Linked DNA regions of Rattus norvegicus: region 1 is linked to region 2. The links are chromatin contacts, called in public Hi-C maps. All regions are on one chromosome and are shown on one strand. Each heading gives the region's core, a stretch centred on a gene start, on an enhancer-like site or on the middle of the called end of the contact. The rest is flanking DNA. Distances are from core to core; before and after follow the strand shown.

The links. A called contact is a pair of places that touch in the nucleus more often than the background predicts.
Region 1: a Hi-C map of liver shows a contact between it and region 2, with 3 times the contacts expected there. The contact joins the promoter of Poglut3 here to the enhancer-like site in region 2. A contact is called at or near these places in 8 of 12 Hi-C or Micro-C datasets (the A7r5 cell line, the Rat2 cell line, Schwann cells and 4 more).

The regions. Positions count from the first base shown.
Region 1 is chr8:62,671,664-62,676,007 of GRCr8, reverse strand. Poglut3 (protein O-glucosyltransferase 3) reads right to left here and starts at 2,019. Exons shown (of 8, transcript NM_001025123.3): 1 at 1,810-2,019. The coding sequence starts at 2,011.
Region 2 is chr8:62,614,373-62,618,743 of GRCr8, reverse strand. All of the region lies in intron 1 of Exph5 (exophilin 5), which reads right to left. Among named protein-coding and RNA genes, the nearest start is that of Exph5, 21 kb to the right of the region's middle. Within about 2 kb of position 2,008, at least 7 of the 93 cell types and tissues checked have an H3K27ac peak or open chromatin away from gene starts, as enhancers often do. A contact at or near this core is called in liver, where this site is marked.

The sequences.
Region 1 (4,344 bases), core at 770-3,269, 57 kb before region 2:
AACACAGGGTTTCTTGTACCTTTATAGTTTTGGTTATGAGCCTTGCCTTTAACAGCTGAGTCATCTCTCCAGCCCCTCTTATCCCTTTATAGACTGTCATTTGCCTATGAGCCACGTCTGTCTCCTCTCTATCCAGAGCAGTCCTTTGTCCCACTCCTGGACAAATAACCCTGACCCCTCTCCCTTGTTCCCCTCCCCTTCTTCCTCAACCTCCATCTCCTGTTTGTCTTTTATTCCCTGCCCTCTGTCCCTCTGGGGCAAATAAATCCCCTTTGTGCTGAGAACTTGGTCTTGGGGTCCCAAGCTGATACTTTTCCTTTCAGTGGCCATTTAGGAAGCTTACAGAAGCTCTCTGCAGTTAGAGGGAAAGCACCTACCCAACATTACCAACTAGAGCATCCCATCAGATCAGTGATACGCCCTAGGACTATGTAATCCTCCAAATATGTCTGACTTTCTGCCATGGACACTCCGGATCCACTCATGCACTGCAATTTCTTTTTTAGGATTTTTTTTTCTTGTTATAAAAACATTATGATGTATTGGGCTAGAGAGATGGCTTGGTGGTTAAGAGTGCTCCCTACTCTTCCAGGGGACACATGTTCTCAGCAACTATATTAGGCAGCTCATAAGTGTCTAGAACTCTAGCTATAACAGAGCCAGTGAGTGCCCTCTTTTAGTCTCTATGGGCACCAGCTCACAAGTGGTACACACACACACACACACACACACACACACACACACACACACACACACATAATCTTTGCAGGAAATTATATTTGGGGAAAAACTTAAAATTAGGAGGGAAAATCCTTACTCTTGCTGTAACCACAGGAGTGCATGTCTGGGTTCATTTATGTATTACAGAATTGCAGAGGCACTGTGATAGGGTTTAAATCCGAACCATGTTCCACAGGCTCCTGTTCTGAACACTTGACCCTCACACCCTCTGCTTTTGCAGGGCTACGAGTCAGTCTAGAAACCCCTTTCCAAACCCACACTCCTGAAGCTTCCCAGACTTCCCTGGGCCTATTGGCAGTTCTTCAATGTTTACACCAAGCTGCAGAAATCCAACTGTGGCAACCAACCGCGCTCTGCCCTGATAGGCGGGTTGCATTATCTATTTTCTCAGTAGAGTCTAAGTTTTCTGACAGGCAGACGCTGCCATCCTCTTTTCACTCCAGGACTACCAAATACACAGTGACCTCCAAGAACATGAAATTCCCGTTTGCTCTGTGGAGGACGCCATGGATTTCTCCGCCTCTTTGCAGGCAAAACAGGACGCCAGTTGGGAGCAGCCTTAAATTTAGACACAACTTAGCAAATCCTGCCTGGCGACAACTAGAAACCAGCTGGACAAGTCCAGAGAAACAGTCAGATGTGGGAGGAGGACCCTGCTGAGATTCAGGACAAGCCCTTCCCTTCCCGTTTCTATAAGGTTCCACAGATTCGCGTGTTCTGCACTGCGGGCCTAGGAGCGCCAAGGGATGAGTGGGCTGCTGAGTCAGGGAGGAAGCGCGCCCTGCAAGCCAGGAAGGGCCATCTGCATCACGTGACGGCACCGCCGCGCTCCGCAGGACCCCACGGGCGCCATTTACTCTACCTACCCTTACCTCCTTCACCGGGCGGAACCCGTGGCCCGGCCTTTGAAGTTAATCACCCAACGGTCCTCAGTGGCATCTCCCGCCCCCGTGGGTGTCGGGGAGGAGGGATGGGACGCCGATAGGAGGGGAGAGAAGGCGACACCCACAGTGGGGAGATAGCCACGCGTGTGGACAGGGACGCGCGGGGACGGCGACGGGCGCTGACCTGGTGGCGAGCTAGTGAAGTTCCGGCCGTCCGAGTCCACCGACTGCAGGAAGAAGTAGCGCACGGGCAGAACGGCGTCGGCGTGCAGCCCAGGCCCCCAAGCCAGACTCCGCGGTGCGCTCACGCGCGCCCCGGTCCCCGCTGCCACCAGCAGGGCGAGCTGCAGCGGCGGCAGCAGCAGGGCCCGCCGGACACCGAGCATGGTCTCCCGCTCTCAGCTCCGCTGGCCAGGGAGGGGCTGGAGAGCCCTATCGAGGGGACACCCGGGGGCGGGCCTCTGCCTAGAGCCGCCCCGGGCGGGCCGGGCGCGCGCCCCGACCCCGACTGGGTCGTTGTGCACCGCGCCCAGGCCTCAGGCTCGCCAGCCCTCCACTAGTTTCCTAGTTTGCCAGTTTAGAGAAAGGCAGGGTTTGCTTGTTTTTAAATTGCTTCCTCTTTTTTTTTTTTTAATTCTTATTTTATATTTTAGAGTTTTTCCTTTTGAGAAGGAAGTCTCCCTCTGTATCTCAGGCTGGTTTTGAACTGATGGCAATCCTTCCACCCCATCCTCCTCCAGTACAGTGAAATTAAAGGTGTGTAAACCAAGCCACCATGCCCTGTGGAGAAAACTGATTGAGATAGGGTTTTCACTGTGTAACTCCTGCTGCCCTGGAACTCTCTCTATAGACTGACTAATCTTTAATTCACTGTCATCCACCTGCCTCCGTGTCCCAAGTATTGGGATCAAAGATGTGCACTACACCCAGCCCGGAAACTGGTTGAGATGTGGCTTACAGTAAGTGCAAACCAGGGTTTGGTTTCCAGTGCCACAAGTGGAACGAGAGGAATGGCTTCCCTGTGAGGAATTCCACAGGGATTCTTGGTTCACGCACAGGCCCGCCTTTTTCACTTATTTGTGCTTGGCAGCCTCCGACCCTGAAGTCATTGGAGTTGCCTTTCTGTCCCTTGTCTTTCAGTGTTTAATGGTGTAGAGCACTTGGGCTGCAGAAGGCAGGGTCTGGGCCTTACCTTGAGAGGGTAGGCAAGCTTCTCTGCAGAATTGGCCACCTTTCCTACCCTGCCCACTTTGGGTGGCCTGGGCAACCCACTCCTGAGCCTCAATAGCCAGGAAGAACAGTCTCCCCCAAGCCCCTGTTTGTTCACTCTTGCTAATTATTTTTTCTTCTTTTCATCCGCATAGCATTGAAATTTTAGGAAATATTTGTTCTTCCCAGGATGAGAAATCGGGAAGAACTCATCCTGTAGAACAGACGGAGGGTTTCTGCCCCTTCCCAGTAAGTCTCAACCCAGAGCATATCAGAACCAGGTCCCAGGCTTTATTTAATTGGGCTTCTTTTTGAGCTTGGGCCCAGGTCACCAACCCAATTACCACCCACAGGTTAGGATAGAGGCCAGGAGGAAGAAAACACCGGATGCCTGTGTGCACGCCACAGTGCTGGGGTCTCCGGTTAACCTGACGTCCACCACTGAAGTTAGAGACAGCACTCTTCAGAACCGGGGACAAGTCCCTTGTAAACTACAGGGCAGCAGTGCCCACTGATTTGTCTCCTGGAGTCGCTTGCATGCTTTGATGGAATGCCTGCTCTGCTCCAGTTAGCATTTATAAATAAATAAATACCAACACACACACACACACACACACACACACACACACAAACACACACACACACACACACACACACACACACACAAAACCTGTGTAGAACATGTTTTATTCACACTCTGGCAAAATTGAACTTAAATTTTCTTCTCACAGAGAAGTGAACCGAGAGTTATCTGGCTCTAGGTAATAGTGAAAGACGGCCTAAGAAAGTCTATAACACTTGAAATGACACCTATTGGATGGGGGTGGGGGATTAAGCAATTGACTTCTAAGACTGCAACCAGTCACCCAGTGAACAGTAATTAGAAGGACCGTTAAGTGAATGTCTCAAGCCGCAAAGAATAATCCTTGGTGCTACTGGATGAGCTGGTCCCCAATTCAAGCCCACTGCCACCTCTTTGCTATACCTGAGAACCTCCAGGAAGCGATGTTAGGCCAGGCACTCTGATGTCTCCAAGCCGCCCCTTTTGTTTTGAATAGCTGTCAGAAAGATCGGGCACATTTCCCCTTACTAGCTTTGTAATTTTCCTGGGAAATTTCATACTTAAAAAAAAAAATCATCTTTGAAGGGGCTGGAGAGATGGCTCAGTGGTTAAGAGCACTGGCTGCTCTTCCAGAGGACCCAGGTTTTATTGCCAGCAACCACATGGTGGCTCACAACCATCTGTAACTCCAGTCCTTCAAGATCTGATGCCCTCTTCTGGCCTCTGTGGATACTAGGCATGTACGTGGTGCACAAACAGGCAAAACACTTATACACAAAAAGATTTTTAAAATAATCTGAGGGTGGTAAATGGAGGGCTAACGGTATCCTGGAGTTGAGTCTGTGACTTGTCTATCGATAGAGTTGCCTACCATGTGGGTTCTGTCTTCAGAAGCACAAACCCAGGAAAAACCAACAAAGGATACAGTGCATCTGTTTACGTTCTTTA
Region 2 (4,371 bases), core at 759-3,258:
AGACTAAAGGCTACCATAGGCAGTCCAAGGTGTGTTGGGAAACATCGGTACAGAAGTGGGATGATTGCTATGCTGTACTGTTATGCTGTGAGTTACAGGATCCCAAATTTTTGACATTCCTGAACTTAATGAACCATACTAGCAAGTTGTGCTTCACTCAAGAGCTAAACCGGAGCAAGAACGCCATGCAGCTGATACACTCCACTCTGGTGAGCGACATCAGTTTAAGCATGCCACACCATGTCTTGAAACCATGACAATTAAAACTAGCTAAAGCGATAAGAGGCTGAGAGAAACACAAGGAGCAGCATTGAGCTGTACCACATAGAGACGGCAATGCTACTTAAGGGGCAGAGACAGATGGTGTGAGAAGGAAACCAGTCATGGAAATGGGTGCAAACAAGGAGAAGCAGAGGAGAAACTCTGAACCCCAGACCTGGGACTCTCACCTCACTGACTGGTGCCAGAGACAGCACTGTCAACTTTAAGTTCCTGAGGGCTGGCTGCACAGGGGCCCAGGCTGTCTCCTCACTTCCCATTGTAAGGTAAACAATGGGCCACCTACCACTTATGGGAAACCTCGTTCCTTGTCACCTAAACTTGACAAGTAAATCACCCAGCCATAAGCAACACATAAGGAGAGAGGTCATGGCAGCGCTGCTGATCTTAGTTCAGTAACTTTTGAAAGGATCACAGGAGGTAAAACAAAAGATGCTTTTCTGATTATATTGTTTCCCTACTTGCTTAATGTGCTACTTTTGTGCTAAAAAAAAGTTCTCACACTGTAAATACTGCAGTATATCTACAATTCCATTTAGCATTATAGTTAAGAACATTGTTAAACTGTGTCAATATTCTACCATTACATCTGTCTTATAGTCAGATACATGAGTCATTTTTTAATTTTTCACAGCTACGATGTTGACATGATCATAGTTTAAAACTGGTTTTGTGCACATTTCTCATGATTTTCTCAGAATAACTTTCTTTGAAGTAGATGTGGCAAGTCAAAGAAGGGACTTATTTTAGTTGCTTATGAAACACATCATCAAATTACTGTGGAGAAAGATTATATCAAGTCTGTCTCCATGCAAGGGCCCTTTTCCCATCTTAGTTATCATTGTCCCATTTTAAAAATTAATTCGTGTGGGTGTTTTGCTTGCATGTATATCTGTGCACTTGTGTATTTAGTACCCACAGAGACCAGAGATCAGATTCTCTGAACTGGAGCTACAGACAGTTGTGAGCGGCCACATGGGTACTGGGAACCGAAGTCCTCTGCAAGAACAGCAAATGCTCTTAAATCCTCTCTAGCCCACCAGCTGTTACACTCTTTTAATTTTTGCTTATCAGATAAACCCAAAGACAGAGTTTGTCTGTCCTTCGGTATTGCCTTATCAAAGAGTTGAACATTATTTCGAGAGCTCTTGGGTCTGAGTCTTCCTTCAGCCGTCTATTCAAGAGTCTCTGTTATGGCGCCTCTGTTCAAGACCTATGCTTGCTATTTTAATCCAAGTGCCATTGATAATATTGGTCCTTTGATGTTCCAGATAAAGCACCAAGAGAACACACAGTGGGGTTGGCAACACCGGATATTTGCTGAGTAGTTCGTGGGTGGGTCCAAGTATCCATGCCCTAGCCCTGGAGCATGTCACAGACCCGTGCTGAATGTCACATCCGGTCCGCTTACTTTTTATGTTTCTTTGCCTCTTCCTGTTCAGGCTCCTCTGCTAAGTATGAAGGAAGGCTTCGTGTGGTCCAGCTCTGCAGACGATACTATCAGATACTCTCACCAAACAAGATGGCCATCTCTTTCCAGCTCGTTGTCCCAGACTAGTGTGGGAGTAACTGTCTGAGCTGCATCGAGGTGCTGGGGCACTCATGGGCCCGGCACTAATCCCTTTGTTACTTGGACTGATCAAATAACTTCTGTCTCGTTTTTTTCTCCTCACCTCTGGGACTCCAGTCTTTGTACCCAGCCCCGCTTTTACTTATCTGAACTTGTTTACCCTTCCTCTCATTTAAACCCTGTTTGCCAACCATTCTAAAGACTTCGTCATGCCCTCTGGGCTACCTTCCAAGTTTCTCTTTTTGCTTGCGATGCCCTTTTTATGAATTCCTTTGTTCCATGACCTGACTCAGTGCTGGCACCTAGCTAAAGTTTTTAAAAATGTCTTTTTGACTAGGGAGAAAAGCCACTTCAACCATAACAAGCTTTAATATTTGTAACGATGGTATGAAGACACTGAGAAATTTAGTATCTATTGGTGGAACCTGCCGTGCATAATAGAAAGCCGAGACTCTTGGTTTAGGGTCACAAAGGAAGGTAGGATTCACTCTTGCTAATACAAAGATGACTCTTTCAAGACAGAACCGGTCTTACTGGGGTTTGAACTCGGTTAGAAAAAGCATCTGAAGCTGCCTGTGGTTGCCAGCTGTGATGCTCATTCACAGTGATTGGAAGAAAGTATTTTAGTGGCTGTAGGTAAAGGCTGCCATCCCCACAGAGAGCAGTTGAAGTGGAAGAAAAGAAAGGGGAGATGGTTTGGGATTGATTTGCTTTGTTTGTGACAGGATGTCTATAGTTTTCATTTTGCTAGCCCTGCTTCCAAAAGCTGTCCAAACGTGTCATTATCTATTAATATTTTCACAAGTTATTAGGCTATACATAAGATTTCTCCAAACTCTTAAATTTTCTTGGCTACTTAATGAGGTACTAAAGAAGGTTCAACAGAAAGGTCATGGAAAACTTCTGGAGACTTCTAATGTAGGGGAGTAGCAGGGACAAGTTTTCTTCTTGTGCCCTGTCAACCACTCACTCATAGGAAATCGTCAGCATTCTGCGAAATTGCTTTCTAGAGCAACTGATTCAACAGAAAGCCAGAAATTGGAGGAAGATGCTACAAAACCTTTAACATATGCGAAGTTTGTCAGAGGTTATTGAATTTCTTTTCTATTTAAAATTTACAGAGTTGAAACATAAAATGAAACAATCCATTCATTCTTTATGTGTCAGCTGGTTGAAAATTATTGAACATTTAGTAATAGTTACTGAAGGTGGGTGGAGTGCAGGGAAGCTGAGAGGAGAGAGAGTCAGGTAGAGCAGAGGCTCTGGAGAGGAGGAGACAGCAGTTCACACAGAACAATCATGAAGTCTTCCGTTTAGGGTTTCAGTTTCTGATAAGAACATGACTAGTTTTTTCTGAAGATTACATATTCCAACTATGAACTAAAATTGGGTAAGTGTGATATTCCATTCAGTGGAAGAGCAACGAGCCATAATTAGTAATCATTTTCTCCAGCCACATTCTATATATCCACACCGGAGCTGAGCCCGCACGGCCAGCCGCTTTGCAGATCCTTTTCTTATAAACTTAGTTCCTATCTGTGGCTCTCTGTGTCCCAGGCCCTACATCACCACAGTCTGTCCTACTTGCCAGTCACATCGGTCCAGTAGTATATACATTGTCAAAGGGCAGAGCATCATCAGACTTTTACAAGTAGCCTGGGATATGCAGTGAGCTCTAGGACAGCCTGGGTTACAGAATGAGACAAGGAAACAAACAAGGAAAAATTACTTAAAATTTTATGGTCTGTCTTCCAAATACAGTATACATTTCTTGGACCCTGGATTTTGCGTTAACAATATTAGGTTTCATACCTTATATAAATATAGGTCCTCAAAATATTTATCAAGGACCTCATATTTTAATAGGAGTAAAAATGCCGCTCATCCTGACTCCATAAAACACTGGGGCTAAGTTAAGCAAACGCGCATGCTAAGAACTTGAAGTAGGCATCTCTTCACCATGTCTGCTGGACCTCGTTCTTAGACGTGTTGCTTTGACCCCTCACGTGTGCATTTAATACGTTTGAGCTAAGTCTCGAGTCACAGCCTGAGTGCTCTGGGGCTTTCACACGGATGAATAGCAGTTTACCTGTCTGCTGCTGGTGCCCACACAGACTGACCGCTTTGCCTCTCTCTTCAGTGACTCTGTGTGAGTTTCGAAAGTGAAATCCATATAGTGCTCCATGCCAGGGAGCAGGGTGTACTGAAGTGGGGGGGTCTCCCACTCTCTGGAAATGAACTGCACTTCTGTCCATCCTATCTGTAAAGGGACGGAGAAAGCTGCTCAAGCGGAAGCTTGTTGCTTATTAGGGAGGGCAAGGGGCTGGAATAAAGAGTCCTGGGCGTTTTGGCTTGTTTTATATGGAAGGAGGGGAGCTCTGTCAATTAGTTGGTCTTAATTAGTTTTGGTTAGAGAGAAATAAGTTTCTGACTGAAGTCCAAAGACAAAGGGGAGGAAATGAAGAGACCTGTGTCTTCCTCCGACTGGCTGGCCACCCACTGTTTGACAGGCTGTTCACCAC